2 separate regions of the Ovis aries genome follow, and region 1 is linked to region 2. The links are chromatin contacts, called in public Hi-C maps. All regions are on one chromosome and are shown on one strand. Each heading gives the region's core, a stretch centred on a gene start, on an enhancer-like site or on the middle of the called end of the contact. The rest is flanking DNA. Distances are from core to core; before and after follow the strand shown. Region 1 holds the start of C1QTNF8 (C1q and TNF related 8). Region 2 has its middle 8.6 kb from the start of GNG13.

The links. A called contact is a pair of places that touch in the nucleus more often than the background predicts.
Region 1: a Hi-C map of hypothalamus shows a contact between it and region 2, with 8 times the contacts expected there. The contact joins the promoter of C1QTNF8 here to the enhancer-like site in region 2. A contact is called at or near these places in 9 of 16 Hi-C or Micro-C datasets (blood, hypothalamus, liver and 4 more).

Annotation. Positions count from the first base shown.
Region 1 is chr24:1,402,518-1,409,141 of ARS-UI_Ramb_v3.0, reverse strand. C1QTNF8 (C1q and TNF related 8) reads left to right here and starts at 4,763. Exons shown (of 3, transcript XM_027961365.3): 1 at 4,763-4,811; 2 at 6,276-6,492. The coding sequence starts at 4,809. It overlaps TEKT4 (tektin 4), which reads left to right. Exons shown (of 6, transcript XM_015103974.4): 4 at 276-498; 5 at 1,231-1,385; 6 at 1,956-2,225. The coding sequence ends at 2,172.
Region 2 is chr24:1,218,675-1,225,647 of ARS-UI_Ramb_v3.0, reverse strand. No RefSeq gene overlaps it. Among named protein-coding and RNA genes, the nearest start is that of GNG13, 8.6 kb to the right of the region's middle. Within about 2 kb of position 4,642, at least 7 of the 54 cell types and tissues checked have an H3K27ac peak or open chromatin away from gene starts, as enhancers often do. A contact at or near this core is called in hypothalamus, where this site is marked.

The DNA.
Region 1 (6,624 bases), core at 3,514-6,013, 180 kb before region 2:
GGCAGGGGGCGCGCGGCCACCACCCGGCGCAGCCGCGGCCGTCGGGGCACAGGCGCGGGGACCCCCGGGCGGCTCAGGAGGCGCTGGGAGCTCGCGCAGAGACCCTACGGGCGCCGTCAGGGGCGGGGCACCGGGGCGCGGGGCCGCGGTGTGGCTCTCGGACTGCGAGTGGTCGTCCGTGCCAAGGCCCTGGGGACTCGGGGTGAGGCAGGCGCGGGGAGGTCCTGGTAGGTGCCCCCACCGACCGCGGTGTCAGCCCACTCCCCCACCCGTAGTGCCTCCACGCCCGAGACGTGGGCCAAGTTCACCCAGGAACACCTGTACCGCGCTGAGCGCGAGCGCCTGGCCTCGGTCAACCTGCGGAACCTCATCGACTGCATCCTGCAGGACACGTCCGAGGACCTGCGGCTGCAGTGCGACGCCGTGAACCTGGCCTTCGGGCGGCGGTGCGAGGAGCTGGAGGACGCGCGCCACAAGCTAGAGCACCACCTGCGCAAGGTGAGGCCTCGTGACTGAGCTCATCCCGGGGCCAGGCCACGCCCACCGCGCAGCCAGGCCGCACCCAGCCTATGACCTGGCCCCGCCAGGGCAGCCCCTGAGACTGGCAAAGACCAGGCTCAGAATGGGTAGCCCAGACCATCACACTCCCACTGCCCACTATGCCCTGGTTACAGCCTGGCCTGGCCCTTGCCCACCTTGGCCCTGTCCATCCTGAGGGAACCCTGGTCAAGGCCCCCCCCCCTCCCCCAGGGCCCTCATTAAGCTGATGAGAAGGCCGAATGACATTTGAGGATGGTGGCATTGCCAGCGGCGTAACTGTTACAGGGGAGGGCTGCAGGCCAGAGCAGGGAAGGTGGAAGGAGGTGGCAGGCTCGGCTATCTAGGGGGTGTCCCTGATGCTGGCCCTGGCTCAGCAGGGCCCTGACCCCAGGCTCTCTGGGTGACCTTTGCTGCCTTTGTCTCCACAGCACCTGACCAGGGTCGGGGTCTGGTGACCTCAGGGCTGGGGCTCTTAGGACAAAACACCGTGCGCTGAGCTTTGCTGTCCTCCCCCAGCCTCACCCTAGGCCTCTGGGTGCCCATGGCAGGGCTGAGGTGGCCGTGCACAGCCTCCCTGCTCCCACACTGCCCTTAGAAGCAGGGGTTAGGGCTTGGGGTGCGGGGTCACCCACGGGGCCATCCTGTGTGGGTAAGACCCAGAGGGTGACCCACAGGCTGTCCTGTGTGCAGACGCTGCGGGAGATCACGGACCAGGAGCACAACATCGCGGCGTTGAAGCAGGCCATCAAGGACAAGGAGGCTCCTCTGAAGGTGGCCCAGACTCGCCTGTACCAGCGCTCCCACCGGCCCAACGTGGAGCTGTGCAGAGACGCTGCCCAGTTCAGGTGCTGCGGCCGCAGGGGCCTCCCTGGGCTGGGCCGTCACCCTCCACCACATGGGTGCCGTCCACCCGCCCCCAGGCCTCCTCAGCCTCTGGGGCCCCCTTGAACACCCTCCGACACACAGCCCTGCAGATGTAAAGAGGAAAGACGCCGGCCCCCACCTCACCCCCACCCCACACACTGGGCTCCCACATTCCCTCTCCTGCCCCAGCCCCACTGGACACTGCATGTCCTTTGGGGGGACACTGTGTGGGTCTCTGAGTGTCAGGGCCGGCCACACTCCCCACTTCACCCTGGTCTGGAATCTCGGGGTCTGGGAGGCAGAGCTCCCCAAGCCACATGGCCGCCCCGACCACCTGTCCTGGCCCTCCACACCTCTGACGTCAGGGTGGATGCACCTACTCCTCCCAGCCTGGGTCTCCCCTGGGGCTTTGAGGGGTCCTTCTATGGCCGAGTGTATTGAGCAAGACACCCCGCCCAGGTCCCCAGCCTTTGAACCCGGGGCTGCCCCCTTGGCGCCCTCAGCAGGCCCGGCGTCCAGGCTGGCCCCGCTCAGCCCACCTCTGCCCACAGGCTGATGAGCGAGGTGGAGGAGCTGAACCTGTCCCTGGCAGCGCTGAAGGAGAAGCTTCTGGAAGCGGAGCAGTCTCTGCGCAACCTGGAGGACACGCGCATGAGCCTGGAGAAGGACATCGCGGTCAAGACCAACAGCCTCTTCATCGACCGCCACAAGTGCATGGCCCACCGTGCCCACTACCCCACCGTGCTGCAGCTGGCCGGCTACCAGTGACCGCCAGGCGCAGGGCCCACCCCTCCTCGAATAAAGAGCATGTTAGCTTTCTACTCAGGGTGCGCACCTGGGCAGGTGGGCTTTGCCTGTGGACCCCATCATTCCCGCCGTGGGAGGCCAAGGGTCTCCTACCTGTCCCCTGGGGACAGGGGTCAGTCGAGGTCCCCCTCATTGCCCTCCACTGACCACCTGGGCCACCTGCCAGACGCTTCCGGGGGAGCGTCACCTCCCATCACCACTGGTCATGGCCTCTGGGCCTTGCACTGGCGGCTGAAGCTCTATTCTTCTTCACCATGCCCTGGACGGTCACCGAAGGCCGGCTGGCACTCCCCTCTCATTAGCGGGGGCGTCAGAACGTGATGCTGGCCCGGCTACCCCCAAGGGACTTGGCCCCTGGGCTGCACACTGCAGGCCTGGGGCAGTGACCACCCAGGGAACTGTGGGACCGCTCCCTGCCACCCCCACCTGGCGTGGGCTCTGGGCACCAGAGGGCACACCTGAGCTGGGGGTGGGGGTGTCCACGGCTCTGGACAGAAGTGGGCGCTGCCTCTGGGGCACCCCCCAAGCAGCACCAGGCCTTCTCTCTCCCCCTCCGCTGAGGCTCTCTCCCTTTGCCCCCCGCTGACGAGCTCAAGGGGGCTGCTTCCCTCCCCAACAGCAGCTCATCAGCAGGACTCGGGCAGCTTGCATTAAGAGGTCAGGAGATAATAACCCAGCCGCACACTCGCAGCTCTCAGACCCCATTATCAGCCAAGGCCGCGCTGTGCGGAGCCCCCATCAGCGCCCAGGGCCTCCGTGTCCCAGCCCCCACCCCCCACTGGGGCCGCTGACGGGGAGCCAAGTGGAGGTGCTGTGCAAAGCTCATTATCTCCACGGCCCGGGGGCTGGGCACTCATTGTTCGCAGTTGTCTCATGACCACCCGTGAGGCCGGAAATCTTGTCCTCTTGTAGAGACAAATGACCAGGCCGTGGAGCTGAGGGATGGCCCTGGGCTGCTCGGCAGGTTCCCGAGGCGGTTGCTGCATCTCTCTGGGGAGTCAGCAGCCCTGGGGAGGAGGCAGACAGCTGCGCCCACCCCCAGGGATTCAGGCCCTGCAGGAGTGGGGAGCTGGAGGCACAGGGCACACCAGGGCCCTGAGGGTAGCTGAAGCCCGTGGACACTCTGGCCACTGCTGAGTCCCTGGTGCCCATTTTACAGATGGGGAAACGAGGTTGGACGCAGGGAGCAGTGGAGCTCGCGCGTCTACCTCTCTCTGGGTGCCCCAGAAGCCCCTGAGACGAAAGTGGAGCAGGCAGAGAGGAGCCCCCAGCCCACCCCTGGGCCCAGCACCTCTGGCCGGAGCCTGGGTTAGCCCAGCCCTGGCGGGGTTGGGGGGGGGGTGTCTGCCGAGAGGCCTCCCATCCAGGCCATCCGATCCGGATTCCACAAGAACGTGTCCTTGCTCCAGACAAGCACAAGGCGTGGGGGCGGCTGAGCACTGCTGTGTGAACCCTCACCTCCAGGGGCTGGGGGCATCTGGGACCCAGCTCCAGCTGGCGGGCTCCCCTGACCACAGCCCTCACCCGCTCTGCTCTCCCCAGGCTGGCATGAGAACCCCCCACAGGCGGGGTCCCCTGTCTCCCCCTCTACCTCCAGCCTGCCTCCTCCATGGTCAGCAGCGAGGAGGGCACGGGGTGCCTGTGGGGAGTGCCGGACCCTGGGCTGTGCCCAGATCCACAGGGGCGAGCAAGCCAGCCCCAGATGCCTGCAGCCTGCCTCCCAGAAGGTGGCCCCAGCTCCCCAGGCCACGTCGGTGCCCCGCTGCCAGGCAGCCTGGCTTGGTGTGGTCGAGCAGCGGGGGATGCTTCTCAGGGAGTCACATGGCCTCGTGTTCAGAGGCCGAGGCACCAGGCGCTGCCCAGGCCCAAGCAAGCATGAGGCCAGGCCCTGGTGTAGTCACAGCCCCCGCCTGCCACTGCCCGGGGCACCCTGTGAGTCATTCCTGCCGGAGGGGGCTGGCATCACAGGGACATAGCCCTCATCCCCTGAAAGGCTCGGCTACTGCCAAGGGCCCCCGACAGGGTATCACAGCCTCTCCGCTGGGCGCCACAGCCCTGCTACGGTGTGGCGGGAGGCGGGGGCAGACACCACAGCCTGGCCAGACGCTGCCCCCCACCCCTCAGCGCCACCCGCCAGGCCCAGCCCTCACGGCCCAGCCAGAGATGGGAGGGTGCCACTGTCACCCAGTGGGCTCGGCACCGGCGAGTGGTCTGTCTCCAACTTTGGCTTCCGGTCTCATTGCCAGTCTCCACTCAGCCACTGCTCCAGCCTCCCCGACTCTAAGTCATCGCACCCCAGATGGCAGCCAGCCTCACAGTCCCAGCCTCCCCCGGCCCCCAAGCCCCGCCACGACAGGGCTGGGGGAGGACCCTGGAGCCCCCGAGGCGGGGCTGTGGCAGGTGGCAGGCCGGGCGGCGGGCAACAGGGCCCCGTGAGCCTCCTGCCGGGAGCTCGGAAGCTGGCCCGAGGCCTGTTGGTCTTGGATGGCCCAGAGGGAAGCCACGGGTGCCTGGGGCGGGCATGAAAGGGCTCTTTCACCGGCCGCTGCGCAGAGACGCCGGAGACCGCCAGGCAGGCAGCAACACCCAGTCGTGAAATGGTAATGGGCAGTGGGGGTGGGTGGTGGTCTTCACAGCAACCTTGAGCAGGGCCTGGGGTTAGGGCCCCAGCAGCACAGGCCTGCCTGCCGGGGTGGCTGCCCAGGAGACACCCATGCCGGTCCGTTTCCTCCATGGGAGGGGTCCAGGAGAGTCCTGCAGGGTCCAGTGTGGCTCAGGGGGTGGGTGAGGGTCTGCGAGGTTTGAGAAGGAGGTGGTAGAGACAAGGGGTCCCATCTGCCAGGAAAGCTCAGCCTGGGAGTGGGTCTCAGACTACATGAGAGGAAGGCCTGCATCTTGGGCTGCAGTCCTGAGGGCTTCCTGAAGAAGGGGCCTGGGTACTTGCTCAGGATGGCCAGGATACAGGGAAGAGTGAGGACCCCGATCTCACACACCTGCCCTTGCAGGAGACCAACCCTGCCTGAGCCTCTCGGATGCAGCCCTTGGGAGAACAGGGCAGGCAGAGTCCATTTGCCAGGAAAACTGAGGCCCGGGCCCATATGGAGCTCACCCAGGGCCCCCAGCAGCTGGAAAGTGTGGCTCCACCTGGCACTGATGGGCCCGGGGTTAGGCAGGGTCTCCCGGGGGAGGGGACATGGAGACCGGAGGCTCAGGACTGGCAGGGATTAAAGATCAGCTTCTGTACAGCTGGGTGGGGGCCGGGGTAGCCTCCCCGGTTACCCTCCCTCCTCCTAGGGGGTCAGGATGTACATGTCCCCGCTGCCCAGCAAGGCAGCCCGGTAGAAACTGCCTCATGTCGGGCCCCATCCAACATGGGCACAGGGCCCAGGTCCCGGCTGCCCTGAGTGTGGGGTGTGGGGTGGGGAGCATACCCTTCCCTGAAGTAGCCCCTCCTGGAGGGCTCTGGCCAGTCCCGGTGAGGGGGGCTTGGGGGTCTGTTTCAGAGCCCCCATCCCCACTCAGCACCCCCTCCATCTGCCGGGTGTGGGGTTTCTGGCCATGGGGGCTTTGGGGACCCAGACTCCCCAACTGCAGGCACTGAGGGTGCCCACTGCCACCCAGAACTAAGGCCTCAGGGAGGGAGGGGCACGAGCAGGGAGCAGCGCCCAGGAAGTGTCAGCTCCCACAGGCGGCCGCCTCGGCGCTTGCTGGGGCTCCGGGAGGGCGGTGCAGGGCCCTCTCAGCAGTGGTGGCCCCCAGGCTGTGTCAAGGAGGAGTCTCAGATCCGGGGAAGGACCCATCAGCGGTGTCAGGGTGGGATGAGAGTCCAGGAGGGGCTGACAGGGCTCTCTGTGCGGGACAAGGCTCTGGCCGACCCCACCGCAGCCCCCTCAAGGGGTCCCAGCTGTTCCTCCCCACCCAGGCGGCTCCCTGGGCCCCCCATTGTCTCCCCCACACAGGGGAGCTGCCAGGCTGCCGTGGGGGCACGGGGGGCTCAGCAGGGCAAGCCCTCCACTCCCTGCCTTCCTCTCACACCCTTTTCCTCCCCTCCTGCCCGGCCCCAGGCCCTGGCCTGGATGGTGGCCCCTGCCCTCCTGCTGCTCCTGGCGCTGCCTGCTGGGGCCTGGCGTGGCCTGGGGCTGCCTCGCCGGCCGTGTGTGCAGTGCTGCCGTCCAGCCTGGCCCCCCGCCGCCCCCGGCCCAGGTGCCCATGTGAGCGACGGGGACACGTGGGCGGGGCTGCCCCGCCTGCGGCCCACTATTGACATCTCGATTCTCAAAGGTGAGTGTACCCGGAGGGGCGGCCTCCTCTGCCCCTGGCCCTACAGGGACACCTATGCTGAGGGGAGGGGACAGGGGGCCCCAAGGGGGCAATGGATGGGTGCCTGCTCCCTGCTCTCCATGGCCACCCCCC
Region 2 (6,973 bases), core at 3,393-5,892:
AAGGAATTTACCACTGCCTGACTTCCCAGAAGCTGCTCTTAGTCAGATGAGGGATGCTCCAAAAAGCCCTTTCTGCATTTGTTGATTCTTGCATGCCTTCAGCTCAAAATAAACTTCACATCAAGGTGCTGTATTTTGTACTGTTTTGTTTTGTTAATGTTATTTTAATTTTTTTTTAAGTTTTATAAAATCTTTATTTGAAATTTTTAAAATTATCTGGCTTCACTGGGTGCTAGTTGCTGCATGTAGCATCTTTAGCTGCCATGTAGGATCTAGTTCCCTGAACAGGGATCGAACCCCAGCGCCCTGCATTGGGAGCGCAGAGTCTTAACCACTGGACCACCAGGAAAGTGCCCAAGGTGCTATATTTTTGGCATGGCACATCCTGATCCCCTTCATGACCCATAACCACACATGTTCGCCCTGTCACCCAGCACCAACCAGGTCCCCTGGGTCAGCAAGAGTCACTGCTGTGTGGGCCACTTGCTTTTCCCTCCAAAGCCAGGTACAGCAGATCCTTTAAGGGCTGCTTGATCTCCCACGTGAGGCTGATTAGAACATAGACCGCATGAAGGAGTCAAGAGGGGAGCGTGGCCCCCCCTACCCGGCAACCTGGGAGCCCACTGGGGAGCAGAGGAGACGAACGGTGTGGGGTCCTCACTCCAGGAAGCCACCGACAGAGCCAAGGAAGGGGGTGGCCAGACACACCAAAGCCTCCCCTCCAGGCCGGGCCAGTGGCCCCTGGTCCACGATGCTCAAGTTCAGGTCACAAGAACACCCTCTGACAGAAACCCTTCGGCAGGCTGCTTCCTGGAACCCTGGCTACACCGATGCTGCTGAGTGGCTCACATGTACCACCCCTTCCCCCACTCACCTCCAGCACCCCATCTCTCCAGGGTTTACTCTTCCAGTGAAACCATGGTTGTGTTCAGAGCACCTGATAAAGTTTTGCAACAATAGCAAAAGGCAAGAATTCTGTCCTGATGTATCAGAGTTTTTCCACTGGGAATAAAATGAATAAATTCCCCTCCTTTACCAAAAAAATATAGACATAAGCATTCTTAAGTTCCTACATAAGACCTGTGCTTGGAAATGTCTATGACCCAAATATTTTGTCAATTCAGTATGTACTGGGGCACCAAAAAAGACCAAAAAAAGACCAAGCAGTGAGTCCTTTCATAATCCTCTGAATTATGTTTTGACATTTGAGTTTACACAAATCTTGTTTGTTTTTACATGGGACCCACTGTATTCCTATATATGTGTTTCTTTTCCAATATGAGAAAAATTACTCTAAGGAGATGAAACAGAATGTCCCACATGTTTTCACAGTCAAAGTCCCACACGTCTCCACAGTCAACGTCAAGTGGTTGGAAAGAGTGGAGCTAGAACTGGTTCTATGGGATGGGGGTCTGGCATCCTCGAGCTGGGTCCCAGCAGTTAGCAGTAGACCCAGTCAAAGCTGTGAGGTCCATTAACAAAATCACCACCATCATCACCATGACCATCATCACAAATACCACCATCATCATCACCACCATCACTACCATCACCATCCTCACCAAAACTACCATCACCATCACCACCATCATCCCCACCATCATCACTACCATTATCATAATCAAAATCACCACCATCAAAATCACCTTGGGCTCACATTTACAAAGCACTGACCACTAGCCCTTTTCATGTACCAATTTATCTAATCTTCACACCCTGTGGGGTTAACCTCAGTTCACAAGGGAAGAAACCATGGCACAGAAAAGCTGAAGCTACACAAAATGGGAGGGGACAACAGCAGAGTGTCCATCCCAGCAGTCTGGCTCCAAAATAAGACCCATTCCCAAAGCGTCAGTTAGACCAAACGTCAGTCTAACTCCCAGACTCCTGGGAGAAAGTCAGCAGAGGGCCATCCTGCTTTCCTTTAACTGTTTCTTTTTTTCTTTTTTTGGTTGCACTGGGTCTTCATCACTCTGCACAGGCTTTCTCTAGCTGCAGCGGGCAGGGGCTACTCTCCAGCTGTGCTGCACAGGCTTCTCATCGCAGTGGCTTCTCTTGTTGCAGAGCTCCGGCCCTAGAGCGTGGGCTCCATAGCTGAGGCCTACAGTTTTAGTTGCCCTGTGGCATGTGGGATATTCCCGAGGCGTCCTCTGCGTGCAAGGCAGATTTTTAACCACTGGACCAGGAGGGAAGCCCTCCTCCCTCTGTTTCTGACACACAGAGCTCTGAGCTCTCAAGCAGTGAAATGGGGTGGTCTCTGTCATGCACAATCAAAGCACCTCTGACCCCCATTAGGAAGGGAGAAAGGAAGCGTGTGGATATTAAAATGGGAACTTCTGGCTGTTCACCCACAGCTGAAGCAATCCAGGTGACCCACACTCAACATTTGGTGTGCTTTTCTGAAGATAAATGACAAAAAGTTCAATTTCTGGGGGTAGGCCTGGTTGTGTTTCTGCTTTAAATGCTATCAGATTCCTCAGATGGGGAGGCCATGGGGCAAGGGGGTGCACACAGGTGGAGGGTCTGGAAGAAGCTGTGAGCCAACTGAAAAAAAGCGATCAGTCAAGAGAGTGTCTGTCAAAGGAAGCAAGAACCTCTTTGACCACATCCTAATGTCCAGGGCAGGGGGCTGCCTAAGCGGGTCCTACAAATGGGAAGACTGCCCATCAGCTGTGTCTGAGGGACAATGGGAAACAGAGACTCACTAAAAACACTTATGAAAAGACAGGAGCCTTGATCCTCACTCAGCATCCTCATTCAGTAAGGATGTGTCAGTGAAGAACCAGAGGCACTTTTTCTAGGAAATAGGCTTTTCCACAAACCAGTGGTCACCAGCACAGTGAGAGGTAAGGACCAGATGGCCATGTGATTCCAAGCCACTCCCACCCCAAGCACTGGGGAGGCGCCAGGGATGACCTTCAGGGGCGCCGCCACCTCCCAATCCAGCCCAACCTACTCAGGCCAGAGTGTCTGCCAGCCCCTGCAGTCACCGCCTCGTCTGTGTGCACACCCATGCTCCCTCTCACCCTCTCCTGCCTGCTCCCCATGGAGCCTCCAGCCCCTCAGCAGGAGCTGGTCACCCACAACTAACACAAATCCACACGTGGACCCTAAAGGGCAAAGCAGGTGAAAGCAGTAGCCCAAGGCCCTGAGGCCAGAGTGAGAACTCCCAGAAAAGCTAAAGGGAGTGTTCTGAAGAGACAGCAGCCTGAACTCACAATCCTACTAGGTCACCTGAGGCCAAGCCCGGCAGGGAGAGAGCCAGGCTGTATGCCCACTGGATCCAGGGAACCAAGTTGGGAGAACATGTGCTCCCCAGACAGAGCCCAACCACTGTGACCAAGGAGCCCCTCACCAAGCAGAGTCTTGGCTCTCCCTGAAATGAGGCCTCAGGCGGGAGGGGCTGCAGGGCTCCTCACCAGCTGCTCCACTAGGTGCTCAAGGGTGTCAGGCCAGCTCCCTCACCCAGCTTTGTTGTTGCCGCCTCTCCGACAGCATGCTCTCCTGGCCCCCGTTGCCATCCCCTCAAGCGTTCACCCCTTTCTCCCTCCTTCTCCCTTTGAGGACTGGAAGGACCCTGTTCTGTGCCTCCAGGCCCTCTTGATCTCAGGAGAAGGAAGCAGGATATACAGAAAGGTCATGATCCGAGCGGCAGTCACCATCCTTGCCCAACTAAGAGAAAAACATCCAACAGACCCCAGTCGATGGGCATCCTGCAAAATCCCTGACCAGCACACCTCAGAATGGCCAAGGCAGTCAAAACTAAGTCAGAGACCCTATTCCAGAGGAGCCCAGGAGATGCAAAGACCACACATGGCAGGCGACCTGCTGCAGGAAGAGGATGCTACCTAACACTGCGCGGGCGTTGGTTCATAACTGTAACAAGTAGAGGCTAGCAACAAGGGATGCGAAGGGCAGGGGGCACACAGGCACACCATCCTTTCTACTTTGTTTTTCTGTAGGCCTAAAAGTGCTCTAAAAAAGGTTACAGTCTATTAATTACCTTTTTTTAAGTAGCAAGATGCCCCCGTAATCACAGCAACCCAGTCTCTCCTCAGACCCCGAAAGTTGAAAGGACTGGGACCCTCGCAATCACCCACAGTCTCTAACACAGACACTGTCCTCTGAGAATCCTGAATATCTGAGCGTCAGCAAGACTGACCAGGCAGAGTAACCCTGATTACAAACCAGGTTTCTGCAAGCTCATTTATCCTCATAAAATTACATTAAACATTTTAAATATTTTATGTTTGACCTTCCTTATCTTTCAACAAAAATAATCAAAAAGCAGCAAATAAATGTGGACAGGACAACAGAAAGAACTTGAGTTGGCCACGTAGTTATAACCTAGCTCTCCTAAGGGATCTGCACCAATGATGGGAAAATAAAGCTGTTTTTCTTTAAACTGTGATGTTTACATGCACTGGATTTATCATCACTGGTTTTAAGTGAAAGCCCTAAGTGTAACAGCTGCTCTATTTTTGTTTCTAAATACCCCTAGATGTGACCATGTAACAGAAACTTGAAAAATTTAGGAGAGTTGAAGAGTCCTGATGCTAAATTTGAAAGGCAGGTCTGGCGTTTGCAACGTGGGGAAGCAATTGGGTAGGCCTGTGGCTCCACCTAGTGGCAAAGGCCAGGCAGGGGACACGGATGAGCCAGCCAGCTGAAGATGGAATGGCCTGACACCACCACACAGTAATGGGATTTTAGGAGCTGCCTTTTTGGGATTTGGGTGAAATGCAACATGAAACTGTGTCTTGGCAGGGCTTCTGGGATCTTCCTCTGAGATCCAGCTCCAAAGACCTAGCTCCACAGATCTCAGCCCAAGAACCGCTCAGGACCTCCAGATACCACAGGGAGCACCCTTGCCGTGTGCTGCCATTGGTGCATTTGACCATTAGAGATGGACAAAAGTGGAACTTGGCCATCTGCACAACCCAGGCCCTGCCCAGGACCAGGCCAGGGGGCTCGAGGAGGGAGAGGCTGTAAAGAAACAAGGAGAGGGGGTCTCAAGGCCCCACCAAGATAGGGCGGTGGTGGACCCCCACCCCCAGAACAGCCCTTGAGGGGGAGACCTGAGAGGGGGGACCTGAAGGGGAGACCTGAGGGGGGGGACCTGAGGGGGGGACCTGAAGGGGAGACCTGAGGGGGAGGACCTGAGGGGGGACCTAGGGGGGGACCAGAGGGGGAGACCTGAGGGGGAGACCTGAGGGGGGATCTGGGGGGGGACCTGGGGGGGGACCTAGGGGGGGACCTGAGGGGGGACCTGAGGGGGAGGACCTGAGAGGGAGACCTGAGGGGGGACCTGGGGGGGGGACCTGAGGCCGGGGACCTGAGTGGGGGTACCTTGGGGGGGAACCTGAGAGGGAGACCTGAGGGGGGGACCTGAGGGGGAGGACCTGAGAGGGAGACCTGAGGGGGGATCTGAGGGGGGACCTGAGGGGGGGCACCTTGGGGGGGAACCTGAGAGGGAGACCTGAGTGGGGAGACCTGAGGGGGGGGACCTGAGGAGGGGGACCTGAGGGGGGACCTGAGGGGGGATCTGAGGGGGGACCTGGGGGGGGGACCTGAGGGAGGACCTAGGGGGGGACCTGAGGGGGAGACCTGAGGGGGGATCTGAGGGGGGACCTGGGGGGGGGACCTAGGGGGGACCTGAGGGGGGACCTGGGGGGGACCTGAGGCCGGGGACCTGAGTGGGGGTACCTTGGGGGGGGGGGAACCTGAGAGGGAGACCTGAGGGGGGGGACCTGAGGGGGAGGACCTGAGAGGGAGACCTGAGCGGGGATCTGAGGGGGGACCTGAGGGGGGATCTGAGGGCGGGGACCTGAGGGGGGGCACCTTGGGGGGGAACCTGAGAGGGAGACCTGAGGGGGGAGACCTGAGAGGGAGACCTGAGGGGGGGACCTGAGGGGGAGGACCTGAGAGGGAGACCTGAGGGGGGATCTGAGGGGGGACCTGAGGGGCGGGACCTGAAGGGGAGACCTGAGGGGGACCTAATGGGGAGACCTGAGTGAGGAGACCTGAGGGGTGGGGACCTGAGAGGGAGGATCTGAGAGGGAGACCTAATGGAGGGGACCTGAGTGGGGGGACCTGAAGGGGAGACCTGAGGGGGAGACCTGAGGGGGGGACCTGAAGGGGAGACCTGAGGGGGGGGACCTGAGGGGGGGACCTGAAGGGGAGACCTGAGGGGAGGACCTGAGGGGGACCTAGGGGGGACCAGAGGGGAGACCTGAGGGGGAGACCTGAGGGGGGATCTGGGGGGGGACCTGGGGGGGGACCTAGGGGGGACCTGAGGGGGACCTGAGGGGAGGACCTGAGAGGGAGACCTGAGGGGGGACCTGGGGGGACCTGAGGCCGGGGACCTGAGTGGGGGTACCTTGGGGGGGGAACCTGAGAGGGAGACCTGAGGGGGGGACCTGAGGGGGAGGACCTGAGGGGGGGGACCTGAGGGGGAGGACCTGAGAGGGAGACCTGAGGGGGGACCTGAGGGGGGATCTGAGGGCGGGGACCTGAGGGCGGGGACCTGAAGGGGGGCACCTTGGGGGGGAACCTGAGGGGGGAGACCTGAGGGGGGGGACCTGAGAGGGAGACCTGAGGGGGATCCGAGGGGGGACCTGGGGGGGGACCTGAGAGGGAGACCTGAGGGGGGATCCGAGGGGGGACCTGGGGGGGGGCCTGAGGGGCGGGACCTGAAGGGGAGACCTGAGGGGGGACCTAATGGGGAGACCTGAGTGAGGAGACCTGAGGGGTGGGGACCTGAGTAGGGGGACCTGAGGGGGGACCTGAGGGGGAGGATCTGAGGGGGAGGACCTGAGAGGGAGACCTGAGGGAGGGACCCGAGGGGGGAGACCTGAGGGGGAGGATCTGAGAGGGAGACCTGAGGGGGGGACCTGAGGTGGGGGGACCTGAGGCGGGGGGACCTGAGAAGGAGACCTGAGGGGGGAGAGACCTGAGAGGGAGACCTGAAGTG